Linked DNA regions of Danio rerio: region 1 is linked to region 2. A link is a contact called in public Hi-C data. All regions are on one chromosome and are shown on one strand. Each heading gives the region's core, a stretch centred on a gene start, on an enhancer-like site or on the middle of the called end of the contact. The rest is flanking DNA. Distances are from core to core; before and after follow the strand shown. Region 1 holds the start of im:7136021. Region 2 holds the start of kdm1a (lysine (K)-specific demethylase 1a).

What was found. Hi-C and Micro-C count contacts between places; a contact is called where the count stands out from the background.
Region 1: a contact with region 2 is called in a Hi-C map of hematopoietic stem cells, with 2.9 times the contacts expected there. The contact joins the promoter of im:7136021 here to the promoter of kdm1a in region 2. A contact is called at or near these places in 2 of 18 Hi-C or Micro-C datasets (hematopoietic stem cells and an unstated tissue).

Annotation. Positions count from the first base shown.
Region 1 is chr17:30,093,268-30,096,490 of GRCz12tu, reverse strand. im:7136021 reads left to right here and starts at 1,828. Exons shown (of 4, transcript XR_012393440.1): 1 at 1,828-2,629; 2 at 2,718-2,871. It overlaps mis18bp1 (MIS18 binding protein 1), which reads right to left and starts at 988. Exons shown (of 18, transcript NM_001312886.1): 1 at 908-988; 2 at 1-506. The coding sequence starts at 437.
Region 2 is chr17:29,583,498-29,586,716 of GRCz12tu, reverse strand. It overlaps kdm1a (lysine (K)-specific demethylase 1a), which reads left to right and starts at 1,675. Exons shown (of 21, transcript NM_001242995.1): 1 at 1,675-1,700; 2 at 2,969-3,219. The coding sequence starts at 2,990. It overlaps tmem30b (transmembrane protein 30B), which reads right to left and starts at 1,042. Exons shown (of 8, transcript NM_001002179.1): 1 at 959-1,042.

The DNA of each region.
Region 1 (3,223 bases), core at 579-3,078, 510 kb before region 2:
TCCTGGCTGATGTTAGTCTTACGTGATATCTGGATTACAGGGTTTGACTGGTCAACATTACAAATCTCTAGATTTTTTACATGAACAGAAACTGCCTCGTGCCCTGCAGAATTTTGTCTCTGAACTTTTGCTTTCATTCTTGCAAAAATCTTTGCTGGCGTCTCAGTGCCCTTCTTCAGCATCAGGTCAGCTTTGTTTTGAGGCACAACATCCGCCGTGGCGTTGATGCTGCTGAGCTCACAGGGGATATTTGGGCTGTTTTCTTCAGCACTCTGAGCTGTGGAGTTCATCACCAACACATCTCTGTTTGAAAGCTTTCTACCTGACCCAGGTGCCCAACTGCTGGCTATTTTAGGTTTAGTTTTGACTGGTGTGATCATGTCACTAGATTTAGGGACTCCAGGTGCTATGAAATAGTCCTGTAGTGGGTGATACATTGCTTTTGTGTTAGAGAAAAGTGCCTAACCGTTTATAGTCCCTCTGTCATCCTTGTGCTTAACAAAACCCTGTAAGATTCAAACAAAACAGATAATTAGAAAATACATTGAAAAAGTGCACTGATCGTCAGTGAAATGTTTAAAATACAGTCTTTCGTCAGTAAAATAGATTACTTTCAGAAAGAATATCAGTCAGGATTTGTATTAACACAATAAACAGCGTCAGTAGTAAAATAAAACATTATAAAACAACAATAAAAAGTATTAACACTACTCTAATTCCGATTTCTATGCTTTATTATTTGTTAACTGCTGTAAAACACTAACGTTAAGGTTAAAACGAAAATAAACCCGTTCACGACTAACTCTTGACGAACATAAAACTATCTACACATCAGTTCGTGTAGTAAATGTAACAATATACAGCGTAATGGAAAATAGGACTTATGTTTACAAAATGGACTGCTTACCATAAAACTCGTTTGAATTTTCCCGGATAATGAGCGGCTAACGTCTCGCGTCGCGTAAGGGCTGCGTCATTTCCGCCAGTAATGCTACTAGGAAGTGAGAATGATTCAGTTCAGCGAATCGGTTCTTTTAAATAGCCTGTTACTAAAGAATCATGTTATTCCCTTAGCATACTTAATATTTATATTTAAGGCGCTAAAATAGTTCACGAATTTGACTCTATTATTATAATATTTTAATGCAACATTGACTCACAATGCTATCGCACAACCATAACATATAGTTATTAATTCAAATACAGTCAGTGCCCAGTTTCACTCGGTATAAACCATAAGGAGAACATAAACATTAACATTACATTCACGTAAAGTAACACAACATAAACATCAACATTACACTAACATAAAGTAACAACGTGTATAATGCAAAAAGTGAGAGTTATTTAATTCGGTGAATTGGTTCTTGTAGATCGCTTGTTTATAGGTAATATTTTAGTCTTTTTTTTATTATTGATTCCAAGAAATTGTTTAAAACAGACTACACTAAAAGTGAACAGTTATTTTACACAATATTTACATTAGATATACAGGATAAAGAGCAAAACCCAAAATAATAAACAATTATAAAAAAAAATTATCCTGTAAAAAATAACGCTTAACATTTGCATTCTATGACGCTAAAATTAATTTACATCTCACTCGAAATCTTTTCAATGTAACATACATGTTATCACACAACTGCATATACAAAATAAACAAAATATAAATATGGTTATTGTTAATGCAAACACAATCAGTGTGCTGCAGTTTCACTAGGTAACATTGCATAAGTATGATGCAGAAATCTTGGGGTTTCACACAAAATACACCTCAGGAAGGTTTTGGTTCAACTGATTAAATTAAAAGATCCGATTCACCACAACGACTCGTGCAAGCATCGCAAAAACTGAATCAGAAGTTTGCATCGTGCACGTGTGATAGGAATATGGAATTGTAGAGAAAATGCCAAATGTACAGTAAACGAGAAATAAGCGAGCACATGTCGTCGTTTGTTGAGGAGGAAGACGATGTCCTACATTCAGCTGCCGGAGGAGATTTGGATCCACGTGTTTGGATTTCTGTCTGTTCGTGACAAATTGAGTGTTCGTGTGAGCTGCACGTATTTTAAGGGACTGGTCGACCACTGGGCATTATGGAAAGACAGCGTTCTGCTCATCCAAAAGCCTGGAGTCTACGACACACACTTCTGGAAAACTCTTTCCCGGAGGAAAGTCAAGTCTGTAGTTGTTGAAAAGGCAAAGGCGAAAGTCTTGCAGCAGATCGTGCTGTATCTGCCGTGGGTCACCTCAGTGAATCTGCTGGAGTGCAGCGATGACACAGCTCTGGTCACTCTGGCGGCTTTAAAACACCTCGACAGGCTGGTCATCTGCCAGTGTAGCTGTCGGAGTTTGATCAGCTCGCTTTTATCTCTGAGAAATCTGACTCATCTGTGCTTGTGTGGAGTCCAGAGAGCCTCGATAGTGGAGATCAGAAATGTCCTTTCACAACTTACCAATCTTACCTCACTGCACTACCACGATGATAAAAACCCCATCAACAAAACTGCGCTGCATAGCCTTTTAACGCGTTTGAACAACCTAAAACACCTCTCTCTGAAAATGGGACCAAAGTATGGGATCCTGCCTGTTGATTACTTTTGTCCTGCTGGAGCATGTGGACATTCAGGTAATGTGTGTTCAGAAAAGACACAATATAAAGAAATGAGTATATTTCCACTTTTTTTATTTGTCCCCCATCATTTGTTTGACAGCAGGCGAAGAGTCTGTCCTGAACAGCCTGGAACTGCTGAACTATGAAGACTCCTGCCTGTCCCCTGATGCCTTCAGCGCTCTGTCTTCTCTGACCAAACTCTCAGTCCATTATACAAAGTGTATCTTCTGTCCTCTGGCTTGCCCCCTCATAAAATGGTTGGAAGAACTTTGTGTACTCTCAGAGCTTAACATTTCTTGTAAGTGTGAAAAATGCACGAAATGCATGAAGGTATCCTTCATATTAGCACAGGAGAGCTGATGGAAGAGTCTTCAAGCTAAGGTTTAAAAAATGGTCAGTTGGCCATAATAATGACTATTCTGTTATTAATCACTCACCGTCATGTTATTACAGTCTTTTGAGATTTTCATTTTTATTTTCGGAAGACATTAAAATATTTTAGATGAAATGTGAGAGCTCTCATATCCTCCATAGACAGCAATGGTCACAAGAAGTTCAAAGTTTAGAAAAGGAACAAAGTATGCCACTACATGCTTACCATTTGAAGCT
Region 2 (3,219 bases), core at 426-2,925:
GGAAAAAAGATAAGAGACAAATTAAAAAAAATCTTTCACTGAATTTACTGCACTTATGTTAGGTAAGATATAAAAGTTTGTTTCAATAATAAATGTCTGATAACATTTCTTCTAAATTACAAACAAAAAGAGTCTCATTTAGAGTTTTGTTTTCTTGTTCCAAAAAAGGACAACTGGCCAGAATAACAAGTGCTTTTATTTGTTGTGACTGAAAATAAAAGTTATTTCACTAAATGTATTTCTTAAGTCTTCTGTATTTAAAACATTTTTATTGTGTAGTCTAAATAAATAAATAAATGTCTGAAACATGGCTCCATTTGTTTTATTTTTTTGGGAAAAAAGCTTAATTTTAAATTTGAAAGATATGCCAATAGTGTACTGAATGTGTAAAGTTGAAAGTTGAAGAAAAATGTACTAAAACACATTTAAAAAAAAATGTAAATCCTGAGAAACAGAGTTTTCAAGAAGTCTTAATTATTTTCATGGTAGTATATTTAAAATAATGAATCAATATAATGGACAAGAGGTCACAGTACAGTACAAAAAACTGCAGAGCCAATTGTAAATTGTAATTGTATAGCAACATCAACAGTTATATTGCTAAAACTCCACAGAACAGAATGAAGTGTTTAAACAATTTCTATTATAAGCAAACACCAATTTTGATTGGCTGATTGAGTCACAAATAATGTTACGTATAAATTGTTTTGGTTTGTTACATTTGACTAAAAAGTAATGTGTTTATTATTAATTGACCAATGTATGTCTCTTAACGGTCTTCTTCTAATAACTTATTTTGATTACAGTTAAGGTTAATTCCCTTGAGAGTAACCGACAGTAAAACAACAACCGATGACAATCGCAGGAAAACAAACAAACCCGTGCTTCAAAAACCTCAATCACTGATGATCACAGTTTTAAGAGTAGGAGTCTTAAAGCCATAGAAAACAAAACTCACCTCAAAAAAGAGTTTGGCGTTTGCAGTGCGGCTTTTCTTAGATGCCCTCTTTTATAAAATCGTAAATTACATCGAAAAACAAAAGACACACCTTCACAAAGTCCCGTACCTGTTTTACTTGTTCAACACCTGGGTCAGCTTTTCCGCCTTTCGTATGCTCCTCCTATTTCACATACGTCACACCGCTGACCCCTCCCGGATTAGACTGGTGGTTTAATTATTTTTAGATGATATATATCGTTTAGACATATATCGTTTATTTTACAGTCTATGGTTTAGACATCTAAACTTGATATTAACTGGCTAATATTAGTTTCATAAAATTCTGAATTTGCAGCTTGTAGACATGTTTTTATAAAAAATTGTTTAATATGATATAGTATTCAGCATGTTAATCTTTCAGATTATGTTAGTGTAGGCGACTTAATTATAAATTATTTTAAGACAATCTGTGTCACCCTAGCATGTTTACTGGGGTTCTCTGATGATCCCGAATTTACATTTTATGTTGTTGATTCAGAGTATACATTTTGCATACAGGTGAAACGTGCAAGCAGAATTTGTATAACCTACTAGACCTTACTTTCCGCAACATTTGATTGATGGTATTTTTAGCCAATTACAATGCTGAACGATTAAGATCCCACCCGTTTACTTTCAGCGTCTACTCTGATTGGCTGTGTGATTCCAGCAGGGACAGTCGTCTGTTTCTTTGTGTGAAACCCCCCACAGCAGCGAGGAGGTAAATATGAAAAATATTATTTTTTCATATATAAACAAAGCCTAACACGTAAAATGAGATTAACGCATACCAGTTACAAACATTTAGTATGATTTACACTAAAATTAGCAAAGAGGAGCTTGAATGTTTTAAATAACGTTAGTTGTGTAAGCATTATGAAAAGCTCGTGCCGCTAGCAATAGCATTTTAGCTAGCCACTGCATCAGAACATCAGTTGACGTTATTCCCTTATTTCATCATAGTTTCAAAATATGTTTTATTTGAACGTTTTATGAAAAACATTTTTAATAGCTTAGCTAACATTCAGAGCTGCGATTGATGTTCTGATCATAAATTTGTGGATTTTCTTCTCTGCTAACGTTAGCACAATTAAAACATCTAAACTGTTTAAGATACATTAACGTTACAGGTGTAAAGCTAAACACCGATAAAGGCAATTATGTTCATGTCGAATTTTAATGCAGGTCAAACATCTGTTTATTTGGGTATAATGCTAGAGCATTTGTGAACGTTGTGTAACGGTTTGTTCACGATCTGTTGAGCAGAGATATTGAGCCAAAATATAAACAATACGTTCAGTAATAATACATAATCATAATGAACATGTGATCATTACTCGTATAGGCTCCTTTCAAAGTAATTTGTTTGTTTACAAACGGCAGGTGCACAACGTCGACATTAAACGTATGCAAACCTCATGTTGTTTTGATGATAGTCATTGTTTTTTTTTTATTGAATACAAGAATAATATCACTGCATTGAAGAAAAAAACAACACAAAAATAAAGAAAGAAAAAAAATTAAATTACAAAGCCTCAATCATTAAGAAAAAAACATTATCATAAGCTTTAAGAAACGTATTATTTTTCTTATTATTAATAAGCTTAAGAAATTCAATATAGTACGAAACTTCGACAAGGAAAGTATTAAATATAGGTATTGTTTTTAGCAACTTATTTGTGTATAAAAAATTTACAATAAGATCGAGAGCATGATCATTACCCGAGAAATACAGAACTATATCTTTTATAGACAAATTTAAATCATGATTAAATGAGGACGATAAATAAAAAATATTGTTACTCCAAAGATGTTTGAGGATAGTCATTCACACGTAGGCCATTTGTACATGTGCTCTGTGATCGCACATTCTAAATATGTTTGGTATATGAGGAGTCTAATATAGTCATGATCTATAGATATTTAAATATTCTGGCCTCTGGTTGTCTATTGTTGGTATACATGCATTCAGCTCTTTTCTCTATTAAGGAGAAGCCTCTGTCATCTGTGATGTTGTCCAATAAGAAGTCAGACCCAGGCTCCTCCTCTTCGTCAGGGGGTAATGGTGGTGATCGTGCTCCTGAAACCCTTGCTGCCCCTCAGGCTGGTCCAGCGGGTCCCTCTGGCCCGATTTCAGCAGATGTGAAAAAGAAAGAAAGAGCCTCCCCAAGTGGAGAACCAGGTGGACCCCCTCTGCCGCACCCTCCTGGACCAGGAGGCATTGATCAAGACTCTGCAGA